6 separate regions of the Mus musculus genome follow, and regions 2, 3, 4, 5 and 6 are each linked to region 1. Evidence: chromatin contacts called from public HiChIP or PLAC-seq, Micro-C and promoter capture Hi-C data. All regions are on one chromosome and are shown on one strand. Each heading gives the region's core, a stretch centred on a gene start, on an enhancer-like site or on the middle of the called end of the contact. The rest is flanking DNA. Distances are from core to core; before and after follow the strand shown. Region 1 holds the start of Apeh (acylpeptide hydrolase). Region 2 holds the start of Atrip-trex1 (Atrip-Trex1 readthrough). Region 3 holds the start of Uqcrc1 (ubiquinol-cytochrome c reductase core protein 1). Region 4 holds the start of Tmem89 (transmembrane protein 89). Region 5 holds the start of Celsr3 (cadherin, EGF LAG seven-pass G-type receptor 3). Region 6 holds the start of Arih2 (ariadne RBR E3 ubiquitin protein ligase 2).

Region 1 (4,589 bases), core at 943-3,442:
AGTACAGTCCTGCCCAATAGCCCTTCTCCTCCCTTGCTGTAAATAATGTGTCATCATGGACTCCATCAGGGCCGGAGGGACATATATAATCAAATGAAACTCTCTGGAGATGCCATCTCTGTCTCCCTGGGTGCCAGCACCCTGCTACCATGTGCACCGGGTGGCACTGGAGAGCCATAGAAGTCATGAGATACTGTATGTGTAAGCACATGTACATGAGTGTGTGTGTGTGTGTGTGTGTGTGTGTATGTATGTATGTATGTGTGAGTGTGTGTGTGTGTTTGTGCGTGTGTGCACGAGTCTCATTCAGCCTCTGGGGTCAAATCAATTCCTCTCAAGTGTGGTACCCTAGAGAGTGGTGGCCATCTACATTTTCTCCCTCTAGCTTCTATGTCTTGTTTTTGCTTTCCCTCCCCTCCTCCTCCCCTCTCTCTCCTTCTCTCTGTGAGGGGGGAGAGTGCTGTACAAAGTCAAACAAACAAGTTTACATTGTAAGTGCAATGACCCGAGTCCTCCACATGACCTTGTGAATTGTGTGCCGTCCTCCTGTGCTCTGTGAGAACTCGTGGTACTTCAGTGTCCCTCCCCTGTACTGTGACAAGGTATTTCTGTGGTATCAGAATAAAAGGACTTGATATAAACAACCTTCAGACAGTCTCGGGGTGATTTCTGAAGTGGGAACACTTAGCCAAACAGGTAGATGCCAACGTTTGTGACAGTATTCTCCACGATTAAAGAAAAAAATGAGAAAGAGCAAAATTTCAGAAATGTTGGCACAATTGAGGCGGAGTCAACACCAAGCCATTCAAACATGACCCTCCAGGAAGGTGCAAAGGCTTGTCCTAAGCCACCAGACAGTTTTCAGGATCCTGGTTCCCAGGAGCTAGATGGGCAAGTGCTGCCCCCTGGTGCTATCAAACAAGCTTTACATCTGCCTACCTTGTTCGAAACTCCCCCCCCCCCCCCAGTCCCCCATGGCTGAGACTTTAATCCTTAGTATAGTCAAGAATAGTTCAAGCTGGATATCATAGCCCACACATTTAATCCCAGCTCTTGGGAGACAGAGATAGGTGGGTCTCTGTGAGTTTGAGGCCAGAACTACGTAGAGAAACTAAACAAATATAAGTTAAGCAGCACTAGAAAATAAGAAACAGAGATTAAAGAGTATCAATTTTGCCTCAAGTAAGAAAGAAAGCACTCATTCAAGGGGGCCCATAGCTGGTCTAAAAGACCAGCCACTCTCAAGCTATATGGAGGAGGGGGAGATACCTACTGTTGCCCAACCACTCTTGCTCTCTGCTGTCACCTAAGTCAACCTAGTCCTGTGTCGTGTGCAGGAGACTGTCTGCCTAGGCTCTTCTTTCCACAGCACGCTCGCTGCTCTTAGGTGAAGTCTGACCCTCCACATCGGCCCTTGGAGTAGGTTGAGACCCAGTCGGCTCACGATCCGCAGCAAGGAGCTTCTGAGAAGGGCGGGTTAAGGCTGTGGCAACAGATAGCTTTAGGGGCAAGTCTGGTGATTGATAAGCCAGGGTAGCACCCAGAGAGTTCAGCACCGCCCTTTGCCCGGCGCCCCAGGGCTCCACCCGGGAACCTAAGTTTCCCACTCCTAATCGCCTGGCTTGCAGTAGATGGGGAGAGCGCTGAAAGAGATCCCTGCGACTGAGGCGCCCCGCAACATTCCGCTTTCACAGACCCGCTAGTCTCTGTATTCGGTTCCCACCCGTCCCCGCCCCCGCCCCCGCCCCCTCATCCTTAAGGATCATTAGTGTTCCTCCGAAGCCCCACCCTTCGAACGCTCAGGGCTTTCTCTCTGATCCCGCAGCTTTCAGCTCACAGTCGGCTGGAGTCCAATCCTACTTCCTTCACTCCTCCCAGACCTGCCCTGTCTCTGAACACCGGCTCTGTATTCTGCTGCTATACGTCCGCCCTCACTCCTCGGAGCCTCCCCTCTCTAAAAATCCCAGGACTCGACTCCCTGATTCTGCCTCCCACTTGCCTAGTCTTCGACTGAATTTTTGTTTCCCGCTCCTCCCCTCCGGGCGGCTCCTTCGTAGGCCCCGCCTTCTTACTATCCAGGCCCCGCCCCCTGCCGACTGGCCGGAGCTTATACAGGGCCCTGCGGGTCCCAGGTCGCCACTGAGTGTAGCGGAAACTGGGGACCGCCTTAGGCCCCGCCCCCGGAGCTTCACTTCCGGGACTTAGCTGCTACCGAAAGACCGACTATGGAGCGTCAGGTGAGGGCTCGGCCCGTGGCCCCCGTGGCCTCCGTAGCCCGGGCTGAGCCTGACCCTGGTGTGTCCCCTGCGCAGGTGCTGCTGAGTGAGCCCCAGGAGGCGGCAGCGCTGTACCGGGGCCTTAGCCGCCAGCCTTCGCTGAGCGCCGCCTGCCTGGGCCCGGAGGTCACCACGCAGTATGGGGGCCTCTATCGGACTGTGCACACTGGTGTGTAGACCGAGGGAACTGGGTGGCGACGGGCCGTGCATCCAGGTGGAGAGATGGGGACTGTGGAGGGCACGCTGCTTGACACGGGTTTGGGGAGGAAACCCAACTGTAGTTCCTGCGCACAGGTGTTTTGGGGGCTGCACTAGCCTTACTGATAAATAATTCCGTAAATGAGTTGAAGGTGTGGGAGTAAAATTCAGACCTGAGTGCAAGGTGTGGGCCTCGCAGGACTCTCCGGCCCTTACATTCTACAACCCAACAACAGCTATGTTGCCCTTAAAATTCTGTGGTTGGTAGTGGGTTCTCTCTGACCGTCAGCTCAGGCTCTGGGAGCCTAGGCTTAGGTTATATTAAGTGAAGTGTTGTCCAGGCTATACTCAGGCTGTCCGGAGACAGACTGGGAAAGATAGGCCTTGATTGGTGGGCAGTGGTCCAAACTGGCCCAGACAAGTTGAGCAGCCCCCTGCCTCCCTTGCAGAGTGGACTCAGAGGGACTTGGATCGAATGGAGAACATCCGATTCTGCCGCCAGTACCTAGTGTTCCATGATGGAGACTCGGTGGTGTTTGCCGGGCCTGCGGGCAACAGTGTGGAAACCCGGGGGGAGTAAGTGTGACAGGAGCAGTCTGTAGACAAGACCGCAGCCACCTGCCTTGCTAGCCTTTCATAAATGTCGCCATGTGTCCTTAGGGTGTTGTGCTCTGTGCCTATCCCCTTCAGGGACAACTTTGGGTGGCTTCAGGGGAGCAAAGAGCAAGGTGCCTGACCCCTGAGAGCTTGTCTGGTCTCTGGAGACATGGCCTGATAAATACTAGGAGCTTCTTCTAAACTAGGGCCTAGGTCCCTAGGACTCTGGAGACAGTCGAGTCAGTAACCTAAGGAAGAGAAAAAAGGCCAGCCAGCTTGAGGCTGGGAGTGCTTCATGGGCTGGTATGATTTCAGAGTCCCAGTTAGCTGGGAGATAGCCTCCTGTGCGGCCAATTCTGATTTTATAACGCCAGACCTAAAAGGGCTTATAAAGAAAGGAGAGAGAGACAGACAGACAGACAGAGACAGAGACTCAGCTAAGAGGTTGTGACCAGTAAGGGGGCCAGCACAAGGCTGTTGGGGGGGACGACTTGGCACCTTCCTGACCTGCAACCCCTGTTCTCAGGCTGCTGAGCAGAGAGTCTCCTTCAGGCACCATGAAAGCAGTGCTGCGCAAGGCTGGAGGTGCAGTCTCGGGAGAGGAAAAACAGTTCTTGGAGGTGAGTTTGCAAGGATGAGGTGGCAGCCAGCCGGTCACTTAGTGCCACAAGTGAAGCCCTGTGGAGGGGCAAGCAGCCTGATGCCCAGGTATCTTCAGGTCTGGGAGAAGAACCGCAAGCTCAAGAGTTTCAACCTGTCTGCACTGGAGAAGCATGGGCCTGTGTATGAAGATGGTGAGGCGCCTGGCTGGTAAGCAGGAGGGGTGGGCAGAAGGGGCAGCTATAGCATTGGGCTCCCCCTAACCGTCCCTCCCTGCATGCAGACTGCTTTGGCTGCCTCTCCTGGTCACACTCAGAGACGCACTTGTTGTATGTGGCGGAGAAGAAGCGTCCCAAAGCTGAGTCCTTCTTTCAAACCAAAGCCTTGGACGTCAGTGCCAGTGATGAGGAGATGGCCAGGCCGAAGAAGCCAGACCAGGCCATCAAGGTGCTTGTGGTGTGGCCGGGCCACACAGGCCCTGCCGGGCAGCCCTGCCCTACATCCGGTGGACCTGGGAGGCCCTAGTGTCTAGGAGGCAGGTCAGGGTTCTGTAGGCACCCTGGGCATTGAGTGTCCTCTGTTCTCAGGGGGACCAGTTTGTATTTTATGAAGACTGGGGAGAAACTATGGTTTCCAAAAGCATCCCTGTGCTCTGCGTGCTGGATATCGAGAGTGGTAACATCTCCGTGCTTGAGGGCGTCCCTGAAAATGTGTCCCCTGGTCAGGTCAGCAGCAACATGGCCTTTGCCCCTTCTGGAGTCGGGGTCCCCTGCTTGAGCGATTACGTCTTGCTCATACCTACTTTGTGGTTTTGTTTGCAGGCTTTCTGGGCCCCTGGAGACACGGGTGTGGTGTTTGTGGGCTGGTGGCACGAACCCTTCCGGCTAGGTATCCGCTACTGCACCAATCGCAGGTGAG
Region 2 (4,589 bases), core at 547-3,046, 980 kb before region 1:
ACTAGAGAAATGGTTCAGTAGTTAATAGCACTCACTGCTCTTCTAGGGGTTCTGGGTTCAATTCCCAACACCCATATGATGGCTCACTGTAATTCCAGTTCCAAAGGAGCTGATGCCCTCTTCTGGCCTCAGATCTACATGGAAGCAAAACACCCAAATATAAAACAAACAAATCAGCTTGCTTTGGTCATCTCCAAAAAGCATCTTCTTTGGGCTTAAAGCCCATAGGGCCTTGTCAGCTGGCACCTAGCCCGGTGCTGCTGAAAATACTTATCAGCAGTCATAGCCTCCTGCCCCCAAAACTTCTCGTTTATTTGGTAGAACGTAATCCCTCCTGACAATGTCCTGTTTCCAGAACCAAAGATCGTAGCTATTACAACCTGGGCAATCAGCCACGCCTGGTAGCCCACACTCACAATTCTAGCACTTTAGAGACTGAGACAGGATTAGAAGTTTGAGGCCATCTCAAAAACAAAAAACAAAAACAAAACAAACAAACAAAAACTCATGTCTATAATCCCAGCACTCAGCGGGAGGAAGGACATTCTGGAGTTCTGGGCCAGCTTTGGTTATATGTCTTGACATATAACCAAAGGGGGTGGGGGGCTGCTGGGAGACTTGAACATTCAACATTATGTTGGGCAGCTATGGGAAAACTACCAGCAGCTGAATCAAGAAACTAAGGCAGTTCTAAGTGATGCAATGCCTTCTGACCACTGTAGGCACCAGGCATACATGCATGTGATGCACATACATACATGAAGGTAAAACACACATAAAAAATAATGAGGCAGGGGTGGGGTGGGGGTGGGTTGGCAGGCCTAAGGCATTCTAAGCCTGAGCGCTCTCCTTTCCGCCCAACGCCTCAGCAAACATTGGTAGGTTCACAAACTAAGTCTGGCATTGAGCAAACGGAGTAGAAAAGTCTTGATCTTGTTGCCTTCCAATGCTAATCCGCCATTTCTGGTATCTGTTCTGCCCACCACTTCAGCTCATAAAAGCCAGTCATACACCCAAGCCCAACTCAAATCATTGCTCCTCCATGAAGTCTGTCGCAAAGAGGAGGCATCCACCTGGCATCCTTGTCGAAGATGAATTTTTCTCAGAAACATCATGCGTCTGCCTCCTAACCCATTTTTCTTGCTATTTCCCCCTCAATCTGTTGGGTAATTCAAGGACCACTCCCAGCGAGCCTTCCTTGACCTCTTGAGCTTCATTGTCTCTACGCAACCAGCGCTCAGGACATAAAGACTCTCCAAGAAATAAATGGAAGTTAACAGTTGGAGCAGTTCCGAATAGGCACGCCGTTCTCGAGACCATCCTTCCCAGCCTTTTTTTTTTTTTTTTTTTCTCAAATATACATACTTGAAACATTTGTTATCCTGGAAGATCTCTGCTTCCAGGAAGAAAAGCATTCCTTCTCCTCCCCAAGTCTGCTCTTCCCAGCCTCCTCCCTAAAAGAGTCTCTGGACATGAGAGAGGTGGGTCAGCCGCGAGGAGTGAGGTCAGGGAGAGCTGACCCCTGAACGCTGCCTGCTTCTCTAGGGCTCTGTATTCTACACAGTGCCACGGGGAACCGCCTCAGGTGTGGTCGGGCAGACGCTCCTCGATCTCGCAACCGGGATAATCCTGACAGCACTGTAGTACCCTGGCATCACCGGGGACCCCTTCGTACTGAGCCCAGACACGCAGGAGCCTGTCCCGGGTAACGGCGCGCTCTGTACACGTCACCCATCTGTGCCCGGTAGCTGGCAGCTGATTGGCCCGCAGGCTGGGGAGACGCTGGAAGGCGAGGGGAACGGCGGCGCGCGGGCGGTTGGGCCAGCTCAGGCTTTCTGTGGACAAGGCTGTGCTTGGCGTCTTCGGATGCTGCGGGTTGAAGGTAGTCATGGCCGGGACCCCCGCACCGAACAGCCACAGGAAACAGAGTGGCGGCCTGGAGCCTTTCCCCGGTCTGTCTCGATCCATTGAGAACCCTCCGAGCAAGCGGGCCCGGAGCTTCTCTGAGACCACAGTCCCGGACCCCGAAGACCCATTCGGTGAGCACGCGGAATTTACTGCGGACGACCTAGAGGAACTCGACATCCTCGCGTCACAGGCCCTGAGCCAGTGTCCCGTCGCGCCTCGGAACCTGTCCAGTGAGTGCCTGAGGGGCCTTTTCCCCCGGCGGGTGGTGCAGACCTCTGATTTGGCGGTGAGACATCCAGAATGTTAAATGGCCTCCCATTTAGATGGTATGCACCCCATTGTAACCCTTGGGCAGAAGAGCATTAGAAGGCGTCTGACAGAGGCAAGAGATGAAAGAGAGTCTTACACAAAAATGCCAGTTGCCCAAAGGTTAGGCATGGCAAACAGGCAATGGGCAAGAAATGCCAAAGCTGCTTTTCTTCTTAGAGCTTACACTCTTGGGGAATAAGTTAAGTGTCAGGAGGGTTTGATGGGCACCTTGCGAATGTACTTAGCACTTACAGCATCTGAAAAATAGGATTATCCCTGGAAATGTGGCTGGCCCTCCATCTCTCCAGCAATATTGCATGGAAAACCAGGCATTGGAAAACACTCATTGCTGACCAGCTGTCATATGCGGCAGTGGTTAGACGCAACTTTCCACGAAATGGCACAAAGCAATGCTGCCTCCCCCTTCCTTGGCCCTACATCACCCGGTACTCTACCTTACTCCATCCCTGGAGCCCCACCTCCCCCTGGAATGTATCCATTTGGTTCACCATCAGTCTTTAAAACCAGCAGATCCTATGCCTAACATGTTGTAGTAAATAGTAGTTATGGTAGAGTCACAGCCAGTGCAATCTCTGTTCAGCTATGAGCTGAGAGTCTAGAAAGTGGGTGAGGTATAAAGCGAGAGAATTCAGATATGCTATGCCATAAGGATTCTTTATGTGTTTATACCATGCTCGGAGCTGTTACCTGGGTCTTTCTCAACTTGGCTTTCAAGAGTGACTCCTTCTGCATTTTATGACAAAGGTGGATACATACTGAGCCCCGCAGTATACATGGGATTATTTTTTCCAGACAGGTTCTCGATCTCTAGCAAGGCTAGCCTTGAATTTGAGATCCCCATAGCTCTACTTCACAAGTGTTGGGATTGCAGTTCTGTGCCACCATGCTCAACCTAAGGGCAACTACTTTTTATACAGGTGCTCATAAGGTCCGCCGATTAGATGGGTTACCAAATAGTCCTATAAGGAAAAGCAGAGAAGATATTCCAGTTAAAGATAATTTTGAATTAGAAGTACTTCAGATACAATACAAAGAACTTAAAGAAAAGGTATGTGACTTTTGGGTTGTTTGTTTGTGTTTTGTTTTGCCTGTTTGGTTGTAATGCTGAGAATTGAACTCAGGACTTTACCTTCACACATGCTATACACAGACACTCTACTGTTAGGCTATCCTTCCAGCCCTAACTTATTGTATTTGCAGCTAATTCATTCATTTTGGTATTAAAAAGCATGTGTAAAATATATAAAAACTATAAAACAAACATCTAGATTTATTCCTCTGAAATGAAAGAAGGTTGGGGAAAGAATGCCTGAAATTTTATTTACCCTGTGTATATCCCTGAGCCTATATAAGTTTATATGCACTGCATGCATACAGGTGCCCATGAGGTCAGGGGTGCTGGGTCCTCTGGAATCAACACAACTGGTGTGAGCCACCTCATATGGGTAATGGGAACGGAACCTGGGTCCTCTGTAAGAGCAGTGAGTGCCCTTAGCTGCTAAGCCATCTCTCTAGCCTCTACAGCTTAGGTCTTTATCTGAGGAACATGTCATCTTAGCGGTTGATATTTGTTAGTTTTGCAGGCTCTCATACATCTTTCACCTGGCCATCTGTAGGTGCCTAAGAAAGCCAGAAATCCAACATGGGGTTTTAGTCTGTGGAGGGTATGAGCCGTAATGTTAAAGCTGAAAGAATCTGTGTGTAAGTGGTGAATGGATTCTGAAACTGTTCTTGCTGAATATCTGTTGACTGGGCGTAATTTACAGCTGAAAGCAATGGAAGAAGAAATCCTAATTAAGAATGGAGAAATTAAAATTTTGCGTGACTCTCTGCGTCAGACAGAATCCGTTCTAGAAGAACAGAAAAGATCACATTTCCTTCTTGAGCAAGAAAAGACTCAAGCACTCAGTGAAAAGGAAAAGGAATTCTCCAGAAAGGTGAGCCAGAGCATTTGTGTCACGCGCTGGGGACAGTAGTGTCACCTGTCCATCCACTGACTGACATTAGAAGGAGCAGCCAAGGCCAGGCATGCTGACATATGCCTTTAACCTCAAGAGGCAGAGGCAGGTGGATCTCTGTGAGCTCTAGGCCAGCGTAGACTACACAGTGAATTCCAGGCCAGTCAAGTGAGAAACTTTCTCTAAAAAATAAACAAAATAGAAACAATAAACAATGTTGCCTGGAAACATTCACCCATTGTTTAAGTACTCGCTGCCCTTAGTGAATAGCATGTATCTTTCTTCCAGGGTCTGCATTTGTTTTGGAAAAAGACTGAGATGAAACTCTGCTTTGCTGTGGTCCTGATTCTTGGCAGGAACAAATCACTAGCTTAGAACTTCTAGGATAGGCTT
Region 3 (4,589 bases), core at 1,260-3,759, 840 kb before region 1:
AACATTCAGGAATCAGGAGCAGGCAGATCTCTGTGAGTTTGAGGCTAACCTGATCTACAGAGAGTGCCAGAACACTAGAGTGCCAGGGCTACATAGAGAAACTCTGTATTAAAAAACTATAAAACAAAACAATTTAGCCCTACTAAGTGTGTTGGGAGGATTGGTTCTTGGGAGTTTTCTCACACACCTAGTAAAGATTTCAATTCTTGACTCCATTTTGAAGATTTCCAACTTCTACATTCATTATTTTATGTGGATGAGTGTTTTGCCTACGTGTATGTATATGCGTGCCTATGGAGGTCAGATCCATAGAGGGTACAGGATCCCTTGGGACTGGAGTTACAGCTGGCTGTGAGCCACTGCGTGGGTGCTGGGAATTGAAGCCAGGTCCTCTGAAAGAGAACAAGTACTATAAACCAGAGTCAATTCTCCTGGCCAATTTGCAATTTTAAATAAAGTATTTGTGTTTCTGTGTACCAGCGTACACAGGTACCCAGAGAAGCCAGAAGAAAGTGTCAGATCTCCTGGAGCTGGAGTTACAGGTGGTTAGAAGTTGCCCAATAAAGGTGCTGGGAACTGAAATCTGGTCCTGTGCAAGAGCGGCCAGCCCTCCTAACCAAAGAGCATCCAATTCACTGTAATCTTCAAAGGTACTCTTTGTCTTCCTTCAGTGCTATAAAGCTCATGGCTTTCCACTCAGTAGGCAAAGGCTCCACCCAAGTTACATTTCCCAGTCTTTCAGAGGCATTTCTTTCGTGTGTGCAAGTGCCACACATACATGCGTGTGCACACTCCACCACACAAATATCTGCGGAGGGCAGAGGAAACTGGGTGCTTTTTCTGATTACTCTAAATCTTTTGTTTTTTGTTTTAAGAATCCTTACTTCTGAGCTAGGCATTGGAGGCTCATGCCTTTCTTCCCAGCACTTGGGGAGCAGAGGCAGATGGATCTCCGAGTTCGAGGCCTGCCTGCTCTACAGAGTGAGCTCCAGGACAGCCAGGACGACACAGAGAAACCCTATCTTAAAAAAGAAAAAAAAAAAAAAAAAAAAGGAGAAAAAAAATTTTTATTTTTACGTATGTGTACGTGGGATGGTGAGACTGTGTAGGGTTAGGAACCGCTCTTCCACAGGACCCAGGTTCAATTCCCAGCACCCTCACGGTGGCTCACAACCACCTGTAACTCCAGTTCTGTTTTTTTTTTTTTAGATTTGTTTATTTATTTATTTATTTATTATATGTAAGTACACTGTAGCTGTCTTCAGACGCACCAGAAGAGGGCATCAGATCTCATTACGGGTGGTTGTGAGCCACCATGTGGTTGCTGGGATTTGAACTCCGGACCTTCGGAAGAGCAGTCGGGTGCTCTTACCCACTGAGCCATCTCACCAGCCCTCTGGGGGTTCTAATATCCTTTTCCAACCTCCAAGGGCATTATGTACAGACATGGTGCACATACACACATGTAAGCCACTCGTGTAGGTAAAAGTAAGACCGGCTTAGACACACTAGTCTCCACCCCTCAGAGTATTGGTGTTAGACCTAAATCACAACACTGAGGACTCCAAATTCAGATACCCATGTTTGAGTACCAAGCTCTTTACCCACTGGGCCATCTTCCCCGTCCTTCAGAGGCATTTCTTGAAGTGTATTCCTGGCTACGTCTACAAATTACATAGCCTAGGTGGTGAGTCTAACAGACCTGGATGTCTTTCTGTAAATAACCTAAAGTCTGTGAAATCTCATTCTTTTTCGTGGCAAGAGAATAATCTCTTCTCTCGGGGAGGTAGAACGAAAAGCTGGAGGAGAGAATTCGGCCCCGTCTTTGGCAAGCACCATAATGTTGGCTGCCGGGTTAAGGCAGGGTTGAAGTCAGGTACAGGGATAAGCCCCGGCAGTAAGCCAGTCTCCACCCAAAACATGTAAGACTGGAGCCCAAGGTCACATCCCAACCTGGGACAACACGGCGGGCCTCACCTAGAGGACTGGCGCACACTTACCGTGCAGGTAGCATGCGAGGACTGCTCCGAGGCCACACGCAGCCCGTTGTCCAAGATGCTGACCTGGGTCTCCGGCACGCTCTGGAGGGCCTGGGCGAAGGTTGCGGTACCCCGCAAGGCAGGTAACCTCAGCAGGGCCGGCTAAAGGGAGAAGGCGACCATTGCAAGAACTGCTCGCCAAGCCTCTGGGACCTCGGCTCTCAAACCCAAGCCAGAGCAGATAACCATCCCCGCCCTCCGCCATGACCTTCCCACGGCCCTGACCCCCGCGACCTCCCCACTCCGACCCGCCACTGCTGAGACAGCCTGCTCCTCATCTGTGTACGAAAGCCCTGGGCCCTGCAGCCCAACGTCTCACTGCCACCTCACCGAGCGGCGGGTGCGAAGTAGCACTTGCGTCCCGGAGCAGGCCGCTCGGCAGACTGCGGACGCCGCCATCTTCTAACTTCCGTCAGTGTAGAGCCGCGCTGCGCATGCGCAGAGCGGAGTCTGAGGCGCAAGCGCTGTAAGGAAGACTTGGTGCTCAGTCGCCCCCTGTTGGGCAGCAAGTACGTTAGCAAGAATTGATCGCATGTAGTCATTTGGTCCGTGTGCCTCTAGGATCTTCGGGACATTTATCAACCTGCGAGGGAGGGGCCCTTCATCTGGTCCCATCTGAGACAGGTTCTATTCATCACCTTCTTCCACCTGAGGGAGGCGGTATGCAACTGTGGGAGATGCATTGTACGCCAGCAGCAGCTCTGAAACCTGGAGGGCAGTGGCTAGGCACAATTGAGCCCAAGGGCTAAAGCACTTGCCTGTCTGTGCAAGAAGGTGTCCACTAAAGTTAGTTTAAAAGAATAAAATATGCTTAAATGGTTGACTTGAAAGACGTTTAATAATATATTGCCAAATATATAGCACTTGGGAAATGGAGACACAGAAGAATCAGGAGTTCAAGGACATCCTCCTCTCTTGTGTAAGGAGTTCAAAACTACCCTGGGTTGTGTAAGACAGTGTCTCCAAAACGTAAGAAAAAAAACGTGTGTATGAAAAGAGGAACAATGTAGAGGTAATTTGTGGAATAGGGCTCCTTGTTTGGAATAAAATAACTAAGCAAAAAAGTTTTTTCTATTTTGTGATTATTTCAAAACTTTTTGTTTACTTTTTTTCTTAATTTTTTATTATTTAAATGCATTTTATACATCAAACATATTAATAATGTTGAGTACTTTGAGAATCAAATAATCCATAAATTTTTTTCAACTTTTATATTCATATCCTTTCATACCCTAAAATATCATTAATGAATATTTAATACTATCCATAACTGAGGATCCTATATCTAATGTTGAATACTAAATTGTTTCAAAACATGCAAAATATTCTTTGGGAGTTAAGCATAGTAAAAGAGCATAAAATATTAAAAATTAATCATTAAGAAATATATTCATGAGTTCGAGGCCAGCCTGGTCTACAAAGTGAGTTCCAGGACAGCCAGGGCTACACAGAGAAACCCTGTTTCAACAAAACAAAACAATAAAAAATGAGTTACAGGGACAAAGTTTGGAGTAGAGACTAAAGGAATGACCATCCAGAGACTGCCCCACCTGGGGATCCATCCCATAAACAACCACCAAACCCAGACACGATTGCGGATGCCAACAAGAGCTTGCTGGCAGGAGCCTGATAACGCTGTCTCCTGAAAGGCTCTCCCAGTGCTTGACAAATACAGAAGTGGATGCTCACAGCCATCTATTGGATGCGAAGCACAGGGTCCCCAATGAAGGAGCTGGAGAAAGGACCCAAGGAGCTGAAGGGGTTTGCAGCCCCATAGGAGAAACAATTATATGAACTAGCCAGTACTCCCCAGAGCTTCCTGGGACTAAATCACCAATCAAAGAAACCACATGGTGGGACTCATGGCTCTAGCTGCATATATAGCAGAGAATGGCCTAGTCGGACATCAATGGGAGGAGAGGCCCTTGGTCCTGTGACGGTTCTATGCCCCAGTATAGGGGAATGCCAGGGCCAGGAAGCAGGAGTGGGTGGGTTGAGAAGCAGGGGGAGCGGGGAGTGGATAGGGGGTTTTCAGACGGGAAACTAGGAAAGGGTATAATATTTGAAGTGTAAATAAAGAAAATATCTAATAAAAATAAAAACATATATATGTGTGTGTGTGTGTGTATGTGTGTTCAAAAGCCCTTATATGATACCACCTGACATAGTGAGAGAGTATTTAAAATGCATTATATATCTGTGTACATTGTCTAACAACCAGTTTACTTAAAAAAAATTATCAGTGTTTGTAGGAGAGAAATTATTTTACCATTAAGTATATTTTAAAATTTTCAAAATGGCAAAAACTCTTTGAAGTTAAACATTAAGAAAATGCTAATTTCAAGCACAGTGAGAAAAATTATCAATAATAAAAAAAAAACTATCTGAAATCAGATAAAAGATCCTTTGTGTGTATTGATTAACATTTTGTGGACCAAAAGTACGATTTAGAGAGGAAAATAAAGTGAAATAAAATCTTCTTTGCTGCTGGATAAGGTAGTAAGCGCCTTTAATCCCAGTGCTCAGGAGGCAGAGGTAACTAAGCCTTGT
Region 4 (4,589 bases), core at 1,391-3,890, 820 kb before region 1:
CTGGGGAGTAAGGTTTGCACAACAAAGGCTGGTGTGTGTGGGAATTTGCTTGTCTTTGGAGCAACCAGATCTTGGGGTATAAAATATAGCATAAGAATACAAGAAGCACCAGAAAAACCCCAACATTTCCCCCTTTTTGTCTGAATAAAAAAGACTTTTTCATAATAATAAACAACATACAGTAGGAAAAAATATGAAACAATTATGAAAAGTGTCAGGTAGGAGTTACATCCACAATGTCCAGTCCATTTATATTTGGCAACTTTACAGAAAGTATTCTATCATCTCTCCTATACTGGTGAGTTCAGAGTATTGTATCTAAATCATTTTCTATCATAACTTGTATTCTAATTCAAAACATCTTCTTAGGTCCTAAAACAACTTAAGCTTAATTTTGAGAGTATAACTATCTAGTCCTTAACTCCGTTAGATACCTGAGAAAGGATAAATGTAACGACCCCCTGCTCCCTTCCCTGAAAACAGTTATGTCCTGAGGGCTTCATGCTGTTATGAAGTTCTTCTCTGCTTGCTGCCCTCACATCCCTCTTTGTTTGTTTTTGGGGTTGTTTGTTTGTTTGTTTGTTTGTTTGTTTTTCTGAGACAGGGTTCCTCTGTGTAGCCTTGTCTGCCCTGGAACTCACTCTGTAGACCACGCTGGCCTCGAACTCAGAAATCTGCCTGTCTCTGCCTCCCATATGCTGGGATTAAAGGCGGGTGCCACCACTGTCTGGCTCTCACATCCCTCTTAAGAATTATATGAAAATTCAAAGGGGCTTCCAGTCCCTCGCTGGGCCGTATCTCTGGCACTCACAGTGCTAATGCCTGATCTCTCTCAGGCATTGCTGCTGGAGCAGGTTATGGTTCTATCACGGCCTGGAGAAGGAAGAACTTAGAGATGGAGATTGTCAGCAATGACTGCCACCCTTAGCATTTGGAAAAACAAACTGCTAGTGAACTTAGCTTGAGATGTTTTTGCTACTGGCTCTGATGTAGAAAATCTTAGGAAACAATTTGAAGTTCAGAAAAACACACTCTTAATAATTGAGCTGGGGACTTTTTGAGGTCAGAGAACAAGAACAATCTAGCTAGATTGGAGGCTGGACTGGTGATGATTCATTTCTTGTATCCATTTTTGCCCTCAGCTTCCTGATATGATTTAATAAAAATTGCTATTGTGCATTCTGAGGTCTTCAAGTAGTTTTTTATATAAAAGTTTAGATTTGTGATTCTTTTAAATAGTTATAGGATTACTTAAGATAAATAATAAAATAGATTCTTTCTTTGTAATCACGAAATGCTGCCTGCCAGTTAGACAAACTGGCTGAGAAACTTACCTTGCTTGCTCACACCACACTAATCTATAACAAGTTGCTTAGTTACAGATGTATGTGGGTTCTTGGGAATAATTTCTGGTTTTTTTTTTAACCTGTAATATGCAAAATGTTTTTTCATGTAAAGATATTGAGGAACCTACTGTTTTGTTTTGTTTTATAATCATTCACTAAAAGAAAAATAGAATGTAATCATATTATTTCTATACTGCTTAAAAGATTTTGCTGGGATATATAAGCTAGAGTAGAATTTTTTTTTTCACTGATCTCTTTTGTGGGACCAAAAAAGAAGAGCATTCCTATGCCCTGTCTCCGTTTACCCTGAACGTCAGAGCTGATCTTTGACAACAATCGGAGAAAGAGAAGCATATATTGGGTCACCCAGACTGAGGGGGGGACCCTTTTATTTGAATTTGTTGTTGGGAAGCCAGCCCCTGCAGGTGGCCCTCAATGTGGAGCAGGATGGCGTCCAGCATGTGAAGGACCCTGAGGACCAGCGTGCGGTCTGAGACAGTGGGCTGCTCTTTCCAGTGTTTGCCGGAGCTGGAGGTCACTGCTGGGAGCTGAAATATAGGACCAGTGTGAGGGTGGAGGAGGGCCAGGGACCAGCGTGAGAGTGGAGCTAGAGAGAAGGGATGTGGGGAAGTGTCAAAGAGGATGGGGGGACAGGGGAATAGGTCACTGGGTCTCCAGAGGCTAGGTGGCCCTGGGGCCCATGGTGGCTGGATGAAGAATGGGAATGGGGACAGATGGACCAGAGGACTAGTCCTAAGGAATGATAGGGATGGATTGGTTGTAGACATAGGTTCTGTGGAGATGCAAGAACAGGTCACAGGGAGGAGGACAGGATCAGACAGGAAGCCCACAGGCCCTAAGCCAGGGTGATAGGAAGAAGGTTGAGTGGGAGGCATGGCCCAGGGGGCATGAGCAGAAGCAGGAACTGCAGAGGACAGAGTGGAGCTGTGCTCACCTGACCCTTAGCAACCTTAGCTCGCCATCGGTGCACTATCACACGGCTGACAACCAGCAACATGGTGGTGGTGATTGTGACCCCAGCCACGGGGTAGATGCGATTTCCTCCCAGGCCCAACCAGTAGCCAGGGCAACCCAGACTGTTCTTGCAGCTATCCAGGCTATTTGGCTGGCAGCCCCAGATATCTGGGCTGTTTGGCTGGCAGCCCCAGGGCTGCAAGTCCAGCCCTACTTGGTACCAGAGGGGCCTAGACCAGCCTTGGCTAGGGACAGGCATCACCAACAGGAACAGCGATGGCACTAAGAGCAATGTGTACAGCATGACTGTTAACACTTCGAGGAGCCGGAACCCTGGTACCTTGGCAACGGGCAAACACCCCTCCCCCAAGAGCAGGCCCAGCTCTGAGGCAGCAGCAGGTTCCAGCTGGGCCCATGGCCTTTCAAAATACAGCTTGGCCAGATGATGGGAAGTGGGGAGATGGACTCCAACCCTCCTATCATCCTTCCCTAATCTAAGCACCCTGCTGCCTTTAGGGTCCAATGTTCTCCACTCGGCTAGCAACTGCCACGCTGGTAAAACAGAGCACAGGGAAGCTTCCGAAACCCAGCTCAGCTCCACTCTGCAAGCACTTCCAAGTGTGGCTTCCTTGAAGTTTTCTGCTGGCTGCTGTCCTTGCCTCACTCAGACCTCCCTCACCACCCTTCCTTGTGCTGAAAGAGCATGGCTTCCCTCCTAGAAAGTCACCTTTCCAAGGTTAGAGAGAGCCTCACATACTGCCGTCACCCCTCCATGACTACCTTGGTGGTAGAGTCCTTTCTCCTCTAGCATTGACCCCCACCCGATTTTCTTTAGAGCATTTCTGGCTACCTACATAATCATCTTTATTCTCAAACTATAAAAACATACCGGCTTCCTCCTAGAACCCATCCGAGGCCAGCCTGACAAGTTCTTGTTTGAGGTCTGCCTCTGGCTCCAGGTCTTCATTCAAACAATATTTACCGAGCACCCAGACCCAGTGCCAGAATGGAGCGTGACAGAACAGATGAACAAAAAGCACTGCCTTCCTCCTCTGCGTTTTGGCGGGAGCTCAGATGGCTTGTAAACACTCTGGTGCCAGACACGGGCAAAAGCCACGATAAATAGGCCCAGGCAAGGGTGCCTGGGTGATTTGGAGGTCAGGAAGCCTCTATCTACAGTTGGGAACTTGCCCGGTACCTAGCACCGCGCCTGGAGCGTACCTGATGAATAGTGAAGTTCATGAGTTCTGGGCAGGAAATGTGGGTATTGCATTCTCTGGGCATTCCCATGTGTAACCACCAGGCAACCCATGAGGCTACCCTCCCTTTTACTGCTTAGGAGCCCACTGCCCTATCCCTCCCATCACGGGGTCAGTGGCCCAAGGGACCAACTCATGTTGCTGTTTTATGCCTGAAGTCAGCCGCTTCTTGACTGACATGCTCTGCCGATCTCAGTGCTCTATGAGTAAGCAGTTCATAACCCTGACTTTTAAATCCAGCAGCAGACCATGTGAATGGCTCTGTTCTTTAGCTGGGAGCTCAGGGGTTCACGCCACATCTCTCAGAAACACCAACTTCACCCTGCCTCTTAACCGGGTTTATCCCCGAGAATGGCTCTGTCCTGATCTACAGTTTTGATTCCATTTATTTTTTCCCAGCTAGAGCTAAAGGACTGTCTGTAAAACTGAAGAGAACCTTAAGCTTATAAAATACTAACCCATCCTGGGTGCCACCGCTGCCCGACTCAGCTTGCTCTCTGCCTGTCCCTGATCTCCCCAAATCTTACACCCTAGTTCTGTCTACCTTAGGGTTTATAAGAAGGATTGGGAGTCTGTGCTGAAGACCACTCGACACCCCAGCCACACCCTGACCATGCCACAGCAGAGCCTGAAGTTGGACAGACAAATTTATTCCCAAAGCTGTATTCCCACATCAGCTCCTTTTCAGCACCCAGCCAAGGCCAGCCTGACTGCAATACCCTGCCCCAGGCCTGTAGCACTGAACTTGGGAGTCCCAGGGCATCCATCCATGAATTGTATGTGCAGGTACATGGAATGGAGTCCCAGGTGGCACCTGGAGGTGGCCCAGAGGCAGGGGGTTTCATGAGGGTGACCTGTCACAACCTCCAGAGGTAGGCAGTCTCCTGCAGCAAAGTCAGAGTTTGGTGGCCTGCGTGGGTTAGAGAGGAGGTTCCAGTCAGTTTCCGGAGGACATATCTGAACTCCCAAATAGCATATCTCCCCATTCAAACAAATTTTTCCAGGCAGG
Region 5 (4,589 bases), core at 957-3,456, 730 kb before region 1:
CTGACAAAGATAGGAGCATGGTCATTGATGTCTACCACCTGGATGCTTGCCAGGCCCGTGTTGTTGGACAAAGGTGGCCGGCCTGCATCTTGTGCCCGGATTCGCAAAGCGTACTCTCTCTCTGCCTCAAAGTCCAGGGGTGCCATTACCTGTATCTCACCCGTGAGACTGTCGATGGCAAAATGGCCCCGGCTGTTGCCGCTGATAATGTTATAATGCACCAAACCATTGGCATCCTTGTCCTTGTCCGTGGCCGTGACACGTAGCACCACCGTGTGAGGGCGCACATCCTCACGCACCTGTGCCACATAGCGCTTCTCGCTGAACTGGGGCGCATTATCATTCTCATCCAGCACAGTTATGTGCACTCGCACGGTGGCTGAACGTGGCCCAGGCTCCTGGCCCTGGTCACTAGCCTCTACTACTAGCTCATAGCTTTCCATGTGTTCCCTGTCCACGCGGCCACTGGTGCTGATAAGACCCGAACGTGGATCAATCTCGAAAGCAGCGGCGGCTGCGGTGCGCACAGCTGGCGATCCCACGAAGCGGTAGCGCAGGTTGGCGTTAGGTGGCGCGTCGCCGTCGGTGGCACGCAACTGCAGGATGGGGTAACCTTCTTCCACATTCTCACGAAGTGTTTCCCGATACTGGGCTTGCTCAAACACTGGCGCGTGATCGTTGCGGTCAGCTACTGTCACCGCCACCATGGTGGTAGCTGAGAGGCGCGGTGAGCCGTGGTCCTGTGCTGTTACTCGAAGGTAGTGGCGTTCCATACTCTCACGATCCAGAGCGGCAGCCGTGCGGATGAGGCCACTCTGAGGATCAATACTGAAAAGCTCCAGCGAGCGGCTGTTCATGAGCGCCGCCAGCGAGTAGATGAGGCGCCCGGCCTCGCCTGGGTCCGGGTCTTGTGCCACCACGCGCAGTACTGATGTGCCCGCTGCCTCATTTTCAGGTACCAGTGTCTGGTAGTTGTATTGAGGAAACTGCGGGTGGCGGTTTGCAGCACGACGAGGACGAGCCTGGTTAGTTGAGAGTATTTGCTTGGCTTCAGGACCAGTCGGAAACCCGGGAGGGCGCGGCCCAGGGCGCTCAAAGAGGAAACGGCGGCGGAAGAGACCGCGGGAGCGCATGCGCCCGGGAGCTGTCCGAGACTCGCGAGGTGCTGAACCCGGCGTAGGAGCTGTCCTCACAGCACGTGGTGCTGAATCCTCCCCCAGGCCAGATCCTAAAGAGCCGGGGAGGCAGTCCCGCCGAAAGGGTCCCCTGTCCACTGTGGAAGTCGCGGATCTCTCACCCTGACCCTTGTGTCCTGGCTCCCACAGCTTCCCGCAGCAGCGAGAGGTTTCCACTCTTTTGCGGATGCTTCTCCTAGCATTACGCTGGAAGGCCACTGGCCTGGAGCCATCAGGCTGAGCCAGAAGTTCTGAAGGGTGAGGAGAGCTGTTCCTCAGATCAGAATCCCCTGGGGACAGAGCATCGAGTGGCAGGCTACCTCTTCGTAAAGGCCCTGTCCGCCCACAAGAGGAGATCTCTGGGTGCCAACATAACAGATACCCTGGACCCTGACCTGCCTCTTGCTCGCGACTACCCAATGCCTGGACCACCACCTCCGCGTTTGGTTGCTCAGGGGCCCCTCGACCATTCCGGGCGTTTTGCCTACCTACTCGGAGCCTCATGAAGACAGGCTCCCTGACCCCCAGGCCAGGATCTCCATCTTCCCAGACGCCGGGAGATTCGGGACAAAGAGCTACGGCTCCACTGCCGATTTGCGCTCTTGGCCCAGTAGTAGTAGCAACCCCTGGGTCCCAGTCCTGGTCCCCACCGCCCCCCAGCTCCTCCCGGCTAAAAGGGAACAAAGAGAGGAGAAGGAGCAGTAGTACCGGGGTCGACGGTCCCGGGAGACCCCACCATAGAGGCCGCCTCGCCATCACCCCCGCCTCCCGTCACGGCCTCCGCCGCCCCCCGCCCGGGTCCGGGCCTTGGGCCCGCCCCGCTGCTCTGGCCCCCTCCTGGGCCCCTGCCGCCGCCCCGGCCCTCCGCCCCTCTGCCCGTCGCTCCGCGCCGCCACTGCTCTCTGGGCACCATCTACTCCGCGGCCAGAGCCCCTTTGGCATACGGCCCCGGCTTTTGCCGCCCCCACCACAGCATCCCCGACGCCGCTGCCGCCTCCCGACGCTCCAACATGGCTCCCGGCCGCTCCGATGGTTTGCTCCACCTCCGCCCCGATGCCCCAAACCTGGTGGTACAGCCCGTCGCGCATGGCAGTTCTGGCGACTGAAGCCGTTACCGCCATCTTTATTGAGAACAGAAGTGCTGCCCACGGTGCTGAACGGAGCTGGGAGTTTCTCCGCTACTCTGCCACCGCCCTCCCTCTCATCCTAGTGCGCTATTCCAGCGTGGCTTCCTAGTCTTTCTTCAGACCGAGAATCTCGTCTCCCTTTAGAGCGCTAGTTCCGAGCCCTAACACCCATTTTGGTTTGAAAATGTGCTGTCATCGGTCTGGGAAGGGTTACCATATAGAATCCTGGGACTGTGAAAATAATGGCCAGACACCGGCCTGGTTCAAACAATAGCGTTAACTGTTTATTAACAAGTTTAACTTATGAGAAACATGTCGCAAAAATCTCCTTGTTTGCTCCTACAGAACAGGATCTGAAAACGACCCTTCTGAGACAGGAAGAGAAGCCAACTCTTCTCCGCCACGAGAGTCACTAGCGGTCTCCCAGACTTGGGAGAGACACCACGTCTCTCTAGGCTATGGTTCTTTCCAGTGTTCTGAGATGCCACGTGGAACCCAGGGTTGTACAACTGTGGACCCAGCTTCCTCAGATCTCCGCCCCCTCGCCTGCGACAACTGCATCCTTTAACCCCTTGAAGAACCCGACAGAAGCTCAGTTCTCCCTAGTCCTGGTCCAGTCTAGCTTTCCGTCCAACTCCTGGCACGCGCGCATCTCAACCAACCAATAGCTAGATGTGGCGCAACAGACGTCACAGAATCCTAGAGAAAGGCGGCGCATTCCAATTAGAGTGTCATTGTTTCTATTGGCACAATGGGAGACCCCGCCCCTCTCGGAGGACTCCATTGTATGCGGGAGGTAGGAGGGCCTCGCGGGTTCCACGCTAGCCAGCAGAAATAATCCAAAAGACGCGCTATATTGATCAGCCTCCAAACTTGGCATCGGTGATGAGCTGCAACGCAAGGTGCAGGGGACTCATTCATTCTGACACCGAGACAGGAGTCAGGCCTAGGACCCCAGAACATTGCCCTGGGTGCGGTTCCCCCGGCTGAGTGGTTACTACTTCAAACAGTCCAAGAACTCCTGGCCAAGACCTCTGGCCCGCCCCCAAATGGTAGCTATGACATCACCAGCAACCAATCAACGCATTCTCTCGCTCCTGGGTTTCTTTGCTTCGGGGAGGTTTGGCTCACTCGGGTTGCACTGGACGAGGCTGCTGTGATCTGACCCATGGGTATCAGCTGTAGTGTTTGGGGTCGTTAAGTCTTAAGACTCAAGTCAGAGTTCCGTGACAGATACACCATTTGTGCGTGTAGGTGGACTATGTACAGCGGCACTAAAGAAAGTACTCCGTAGGATTGTAGTTCCTGACTAGAGAAGAGAGGAGCGGGACCTGGTTTTGAAGCGCCCGCCGCTCTGTGGGTCCACAGACTAGCTAGTGGAAAGCGCAAATCTCAGGTTGAACAAGGAGGAAACCAGCTGGAATCACAGAGGAGACCCCTGAATGACCTTAGGGATCTGGACTTCCGGTACGAGTTGCCTGAGCAGCACTTTTAGGATGCCATCCCGGCTCTTGCCGCGTGGGCAGATGTGTTAAGTAAGGCACCTTGGCTGAGGGAAATCGTTCCGTTTTCCCCTCATGCAGGGCTGGTGACTGGCCTCCACCTTTGACGTCTCCGTGGCGTCTACTAGAGACGACATTCGAGGCGGCTGCGGGCGTGAGACTGTCTCCCACTTTTCCCCCGTTTGTGGCTGCTGTTGGTAAGCCGTTCCCTCACCTTGTTTTCTCACATATCCTCACTTCTGTGTCCAACCCACAGTAGTCGCTCCCAATGCACTTCCTGGAAAGAGAAAAATGAGGAGCCTAAAGGAGGTTCAGCTGGTGAAGGTGCTTGGTGTCCAAGCTTGAACGCCCGAGTTTGATCCCTGGATCCCATGTAAGAGTGGAAGACCGACCCCACAAAGTTGTCCTCTGACAACCATCCACACTTTCAAATGAAATGCTGTTGGTTCCTCCCTCTGCTTCCAAGACCAGCTTTGTCCCTACCTCCTAGGAACAAGTAAGACCTCCAGGTGGCCTTCTCAATAGTTCCAATTGCAGGGTCTACGCAGGTCTCAGAGACGCAGATTTGATGTGAGGCAAGACCAGACAGTAGTGATGAGAGCTTCACGGGACCTATCTTTTCTGTTAGAATTTCCTTGTAGAATGTGTGCACATTCTGCACATCAAGGCCCTGAGCTCAATCCCCAGCACCATAAACAAAAGAGAGACTCTGGTCTTGATGTGGGGTCACAGACCTTTAATCCTAGCACCCAAGAGACAGAGACTGGTAGATCTCTGAGTTTGGG
Region 6 (4,589 bases), core at 549-3,048, 550 kb before region 1:
TGTATAGCCCTGGATGTCCTAGAACTCACTCTGTAGACCAGGCTGGCCTCAAACTCAGAAATCTGCCTGCCTCTGTCTCCCAAGTGCTGGGATTAAAGGCGTGTGTCACCACTGCCCAGCTACTTTTTTTGTTGTTGTTAAAGATAATTACTGATCATGTACCTCTGGCTGCCTTGTTGGGCAGCCTGGCACTTAGTATGTAGACCAGGTTGGCCTGGAACTTACTTTCTTTTTTTTTTTTTTTTTTTTTCTCTGTGCAGTCCTGGCTGTCCTGGAACTCATTCTGTAGACCAGGCTGGCCTTGAACTCAGAAATCCACCTGCCTCTGCCTCCCGAGGCCTGGAACTTTCAATGATTCCCCTAGCCTTTGCACCCCAAGTGCTATTCTTGTTCTAGCGACTTTCAACATTTGATTACCCCTGATTTTGATTCATGACCCAAATTTGTAGATATTTTAAGTAGATTGTGTGGCTGCACACATGTGAGTTTGTAAGTTTTAGGTCTGTACAGAGCTTCAGGTTATCCAGGGATATATAGTGAGAACTTTTCTCAAAAAAGAAAAAAAAATTTTTTTTTTAATTTTCTGTTTACAAGTATGTGTGTGCCGGAAGAGGTTCAAAGAGGGCTTCGGATCCCCTGGACATTATCAATAGTGGGCAAGGACCTCAGGTTTCTGGAGAGAACAGCAAGAGCTCTTAATGGCCCAGCCAACTCCCAAGTCTCTTCAGTTATATTTTTTCCAAGAATTACATAAAAGAGGCTATTACACGGTCTTTTTTCTTTCTGCCTCACTTTTCCGGGTGTCTTGAATACCAATACATACACTCCAGAAAAGGTAGAACTAGGTTATCTACAGATTTGCACGAACATTGATTTACCTCACAGTGCCTCTGGCTTCACTCCAGTAATTAACATCTCGATGGAGTTGCTACTTGAGCGAGCCTCCTATCAGTCCACAACAAGGCTTGGTGACCAGAACTTGGTGACTGGAGTCCTAATGCAGTCTATATCGTGGGTAGAAGTTGTGCAGCGAAACACTTACGATGTATGAATCTCTGGGTCTGGTAATCTAGCAAGGCAAACCAGCCTTGGCTATATAGTGAGTTGCTTCTAAATATAACCACACCAAACAAAAAATACCCGTCGTGAAGGTGAGTGGAAGTCGGAGAAGTGGGTGGCTAGGGGGATAGTGTCATGAGAAACTAAAGTCTGATTGCTCATGGGCCAGAACTTCCTCCTAACGTACGTAGAAATTCCGAGTATGGCTCATGTCAAACCATAGTTGCCCGGAAACTATGATCTTTTTAACCTACTCCAGTGTTGCCAGAATGTCTTCTCACGCTGTTCGTCAGAGTATAAACAGTGAAGTGGGTAGACGTCTGGTCAGGGGAAAAAAAAAAAAAAAAAGCTAAAAATACCTCATCTAAGGGTCTGATGGCTCAGTGGGTAAAAAGCGCTTACTGCCACGCCTGACAAGTGTTTGATCCTCGAAACCCACATGGTGGAAGGAGAAAAACTGCTCCCGGAAAATTGTCCTCTGACCTCTTCTGCACGCGAGCCGTGCGACACACACAAAATACACGCAAGAAAACCTAAAACTAACTATCGAATAAAGACACTGGTAGGCTATAACGCAGGAAACAAATTCCTACATCATTCCTTCAAAAGCGAACGCTCAGTAGTTCCTCCCAGGGGCTCTCGCTAGAGGATGGTGAGGAAGCGATTCCAACCGACTACGCAGTCGTCAGAAGCCTGGGAGCCTCCAGGGCGACCGCAGGTCGACCCCTACCGGAAGTGACGCGCGGCGCAGAACACTTCCGGAGCTGCGGGGGACGGCTCTGCCGGAGGAAGCTGCGCGGGCCTGAGCCGCGTCCGCCGGCTGCCTCCGCTGCCGCTACGCCTCCGTCAGCCTGGTTTGGTCTGGCTTGACCTGGTCCGGCCGGCCTGGGCTCTGCGGCCGCGAGGTCGCGGCTCCCGGTAAGTGCGCGGCGGGAGTCGAGGCCTTGTTTACTCTTGACTGGCCGCCGGGAGGGGGGGGATCCCCGCGCGTTTCGCCGGCGCGGTCCGGGCTCCGCCTTCGCCGCCGCTTGCGAGGCCGGGCCGTCCCAGGTCCCGACGTTCCCCGCCGACTGATAGGCACTCCCGGAGGCGACAGCCCGCGCCGGCGGGTGCCTGGCGTCTCTCCTGGGTTCCTCTTCCTCGTTGGCTCTTTAGCTCCCCGAGAGGTCGGAGGCCAGGGCCTCTGGCCCGCGAGGCTCGGGTGCGCTCGGGCCTGCCCTTCTGGGCGCTCCAGGCGAACGCACCGCCTCGGAGGCTCCCCGTTTCTCTGGTGGTTGGGAGCTTTGGCAGCGCCAGCCGCACTGTTTGTTAACGCCCGTCCTGGGAAAGGGCCTCCCCGCGCGTGGGTTCCGTGTCCGCGCGAAGACCGGGGCGCCTCGCAGAGACGTGCGACCGGTCACGCCCGACGCCACTGGTCTAGCCTCAAGAGAGGCGGTGGTGTTCTCGGACGAGCTCGCCTTAGTTCTTCTGTTTGTTACTCTGTCTCGTAGAACTTTCTGTCGGCGACGAACACGTTCTAGACCTTTGCTGTTCAGTATGGTAGCCATTAAGCCACACACGGCTTTCGTGTTGACATGTATGTAGTTAGTATATCTGAGAAACTACATTTGACTTTTTAAAAGTAAACTAACTTTCAATAACTCCATGTAATCGGCGGCTACCTGCCATTATTAGGACAGATGCGGTGTCGAGTTGGTTGTTTTTAGACAGTGTCTACATAGTCATGGCTGTCAAGGAACTCACTGTGTAGACTGGGCCGAACTCGAACTCACCTGCTTCTGCCTCTCAAGTGCTGGCATTGAAGGCTTGCACTACCACGCCCGGGATGCTGCTGAGTTTTTAAACAAGTTGCTGATTCATATTTTTCAGCCAAGAAGTTTTCTTCGAAATGTAGTTAATAAATGACTACTGAGGGCCAAGTGTTACAACTGGAGTTAAACATCTGTGCGACTAGCCAATTTTTTTGTGTTCCTGTCAACTTCAAACTAAAAGGTCTTTATCCTTTTGTATGTGGCCATGTCTTGGAAACCAGCTCAAAATGAGTGGCAGGTTTTTTTGAAGATGACTTTAACTCTTGGAAAAAGTACTAATTTTGTACCATTTCTCTCTGAGATAGTCATATTTAACATCTTGAATACTTTGACATTAAGAAAATAACACATTGGCCCTTTGAACAAAGTCAGGATTCAGTTTTCTTGCGTGCTTTATTTTGAGACAGTGTCTCCCACTTTTTTTTTTTTTTTTTTTGAGACAGGGTTTCTCTGTATAGCCCTGGCTGTCCTGGAACTCACTCTGTAGACCAGGCTGGCCTCAAACTCAGAAATTCACCTGCCTCTGCCTCCCAAGTGCTGGGATTAAAGGCGTGCGCCACCACGCCCAGCCAGTGTCTCCCACTTTTGATCCTCCTGCTGACACTCCTAAGTTGGGGATCCCAGAATGTGCCACTAAGCTCAGCAAGGCCAGCCTTCCTTCAGGAATCTCTTAACAGAGCCTAATGGTGTCACTCACCTTTAGTCTGGCCATTTAGGAAGCTGTGCTCTTGTGAGTTTGAGGACAGACATCATCATAGTGAGACCTTGTATCAAAAATATGTGTGTTTATAAAATTTTTATTTTAAAAAAGCTTTATTTAGATCTGAATCTAGAACACCAGGAAGTATATGAAACAGTCAATTCTTTTAAAGAACCTGGATTCCCATCTACTTGGTTATTTGGTTGGTGAAAAAGCTGTGAGCCATGTTCTCGACAGATCCTAAGGAGAAATCAGAATTTGAAAGGGTATGCTCTTTAGTTAGTGAGATTTCTGTAGCTTTAAATCAGGCCTCCTGAGAGTGATGGCTAGAATCTGCTTAGAATGGAATTCTGATGCTGCCTCTGCTAGTTGACTTTGTATGATCCTAGGCAAGATACTTCAGCATTATCAATCCCAGCTTCATTTGTAAGCCTCTGTTTGAGACAGCATCTCACCATGCAACTCATTGAATTTACCAGTCTGGAATTAAAGGTGTAGATTTGCACCACCTCACCTGGCCATTGTAAGCCCATTCCCCCCCTCTTACCCCCCCCCTTTTTTTTTCCTTTCCCCCTCCGTAGCCCTGGCTGTCCTGGAACTAGCTCTGTAGATCAGGGTGGCTTCAAACTCAGACCCACCTGCTTTTGCCTCCCTGGTGCACTACAATGTCTGGCTATTCCATTATTTGGGAAATAATTTTCCATGCTATTTGTTCAGACTTTGATCTTTAATTTTGTATTTTCCTATCTATAATCAAAGTATTCTTTGGTAGTTATAAGCTCTGGTTGCCCAAGAAATCCTAAAGAAACGCAATAGACATGAAAAAATTAATATTTTACAAGTCTTGGATAGTAGGATCCATGTGTCTAGAAAAACCAGGTGGCCTTTGTAATATGAGGTGACTGGGTATGGTAGCATGTTTACCACTCTAGAGTCAGTGGGACCTGATAAATGAGAGAGACAAAAGTTTCATTAAATAACCAACTTTATTCAGAGCATTTATACTCTGAATAATTTAT

What was found. Promoter capture Hi-C pulls out the DNA fragments that hold promoters and counts their contacts. Hi-C and Micro-C count contacts between places; a contact is called where the count stands out from the background. HiChIP or PLAC-seq counts read pairs in DNA pulled down with a chosen protein or histone mark.
Region 2: a contact with region 1 is called in a promoter capture Hi-C map of liver, with 3 times the contacts expected there. The contact joins the promoter of Atrip-trex1 here to the promoter of Apeh in region 1. A contact is called at or near these places in 2 of 39 promoter capture datasets (both in liver).
Region 3: a contact with region 1 is called in a promoter capture Hi-C map of liver, with 3 times the contacts expected there. The contact joins the promoter of Uqcrc1 here to the promoter of Apeh in region 1. A contact is called at or near these places in 1 of 39 promoter capture datasets (liver) and 1 of 115 datasets of contacts at active chromatin or transcription factors (acute myeloid leukemia).
Region 4: a promoter capture Hi-C map of stem cell-derived epiblast-like cells shows a contact between it and region 1, with 4 times the contacts expected there. The contact joins the promoter of Tmem89 here to the promoter of Apeh in region 1. A contact is called at or near these places in 3 of 39 promoter capture datasets (liver and stem cell-derived epiblast-like cells) and 1 of 115 datasets of contacts at active chromatin or transcription factors (acute myeloid leukemia).
Region 5: a contact with region 1 is called in a Micro-C map of embryonic stem cells, with 5 times the contacts expected there. The contact joins the promoter of Celsr3 here to the promoter of Apeh in region 1. A contact is called at or near these places in 3 of 39 promoter capture datasets (liver and pre-B cells), 1 of 484 Hi-C or Micro-C datasets (embryonic stem cells) and 1 of 115 datasets of contacts at active chromatin or transcription factors (acute myeloid leukemia).
Region 6: an H3K4me3 HiChIP or PLAC-seq map of bone marrow-derived macrophages shows a contact between it and region 1, with 5 times the contacts expected there. The contact joins the promoter of Arih2 here to the promoter of Apeh in region 1. A contact is called at or near these places in 1 of 39 promoter capture datasets (pre-B cells), 2 of 115 datasets of contacts at active chromatin or transcription factors (bone marrow-derived macrophages and pancreatic cancer cells) and 1 of 9 other capture datasets (macrophages).

The regions. Positions count from the first base shown.
Region 1 is chr9:108,092,083-108,096,671 of GRCm38.p6, reverse strand. It overlaps Apeh (acylpeptide hydrolase), which reads left to right and starts at 2,192. Exons shown (of 22, transcript NM_146226.2): 1 at 2,192-2,237; 2 at 2,313-2,445; 3 at 2,924-3,050; 4 at 3,598-3,691; 5 at 3,790-3,865; 6 at 3,955-4,118; 7 at 4,259-4,396; 8 at 4,493-4,584. The coding sequence starts at 2,226. Bsn (bassoon) reads left to right here. Exons shown (of 12, transcript NM_007567.2): 12 at 1-650.
Region 2 is chr9:109,071,304-109,075,892 of GRCm38.p6, reverse strand. It overlaps Atrip-trex1 (Atrip-Trex1 readthrough), which reads left to right and starts at 1,796. Exons shown (of 14, transcript NR_153412.1): 1 at 1,796-2,234; 2 at 3,156-3,286; 3 at 4,005-4,175. It overlaps Atrip (ATR interacting protein), which reads left to right and starts at 1,769. Exons shown (of 13, transcript NM_172774.3): 1 at 1,769-2,138; 2 at 3,156-3,286; 3 at 4,005-4,175. The coding sequence starts at 1,889.
Region 3 is chr9:108,934,568-108,939,156 of GRCm38.p6, reverse strand. It overlaps Uqcrc1 (ubiquinol-cytochrome c reductase core protein 1), which reads right to left and starts at 2,509. Exons shown (of 13, transcript NM_025407.2): 1 at 2,370-2,509; 2 at 2,001-2,141. The coding sequence starts at 2,438.
Region 4 is chr9:108,912,670-108,917,258 of GRCm38.p6, reverse strand. Tmem89 (transmembrane protein 89) reads right to left here and starts at 2,640. Exons shown (of 2, transcript NM_027066.1): 1 at 2,302-2,640; 2 at 1,696-1,894. The coding sequence starts at 2,625. The coding sequence ends at 1,709. It overlaps Slc26a6 (solute carrier family 26, member 6), which reads right to left. Exons shown (of 20, transcript NM_134420.4): 20 at 4,210-4,490. The coding sequence ends at 4,476.
Region 5 is chr9:108,823,662-108,828,250 of GRCm38.p6, reverse strand. Celsr3 (cadherin, EGF LAG seven-pass G-type receptor 3) reads right to left here and starts at 2,206. Exons shown (of 36, transcript NM_001359572.1): 1 at 1-2,206. The coding sequence starts at 1,931. It overlaps Gm35025 (a long non-coding RNA gene), which reads left to right and starts at 2,131. Exons shown (of 2, transcript XR_871161.3): 1 at 2,131-3,769; 2 at 3,886-4,589.
Region 6 is chr9:108,646,617-108,651,205 of GRCm38.p6, reverse strand. Arih2 (ariadne RBR E3 ubiquitin protein ligase 2) reads left to right here and starts at 1,798. Exons shown (of 16, transcript NM_011790.5): 1 at 1,798-1,977.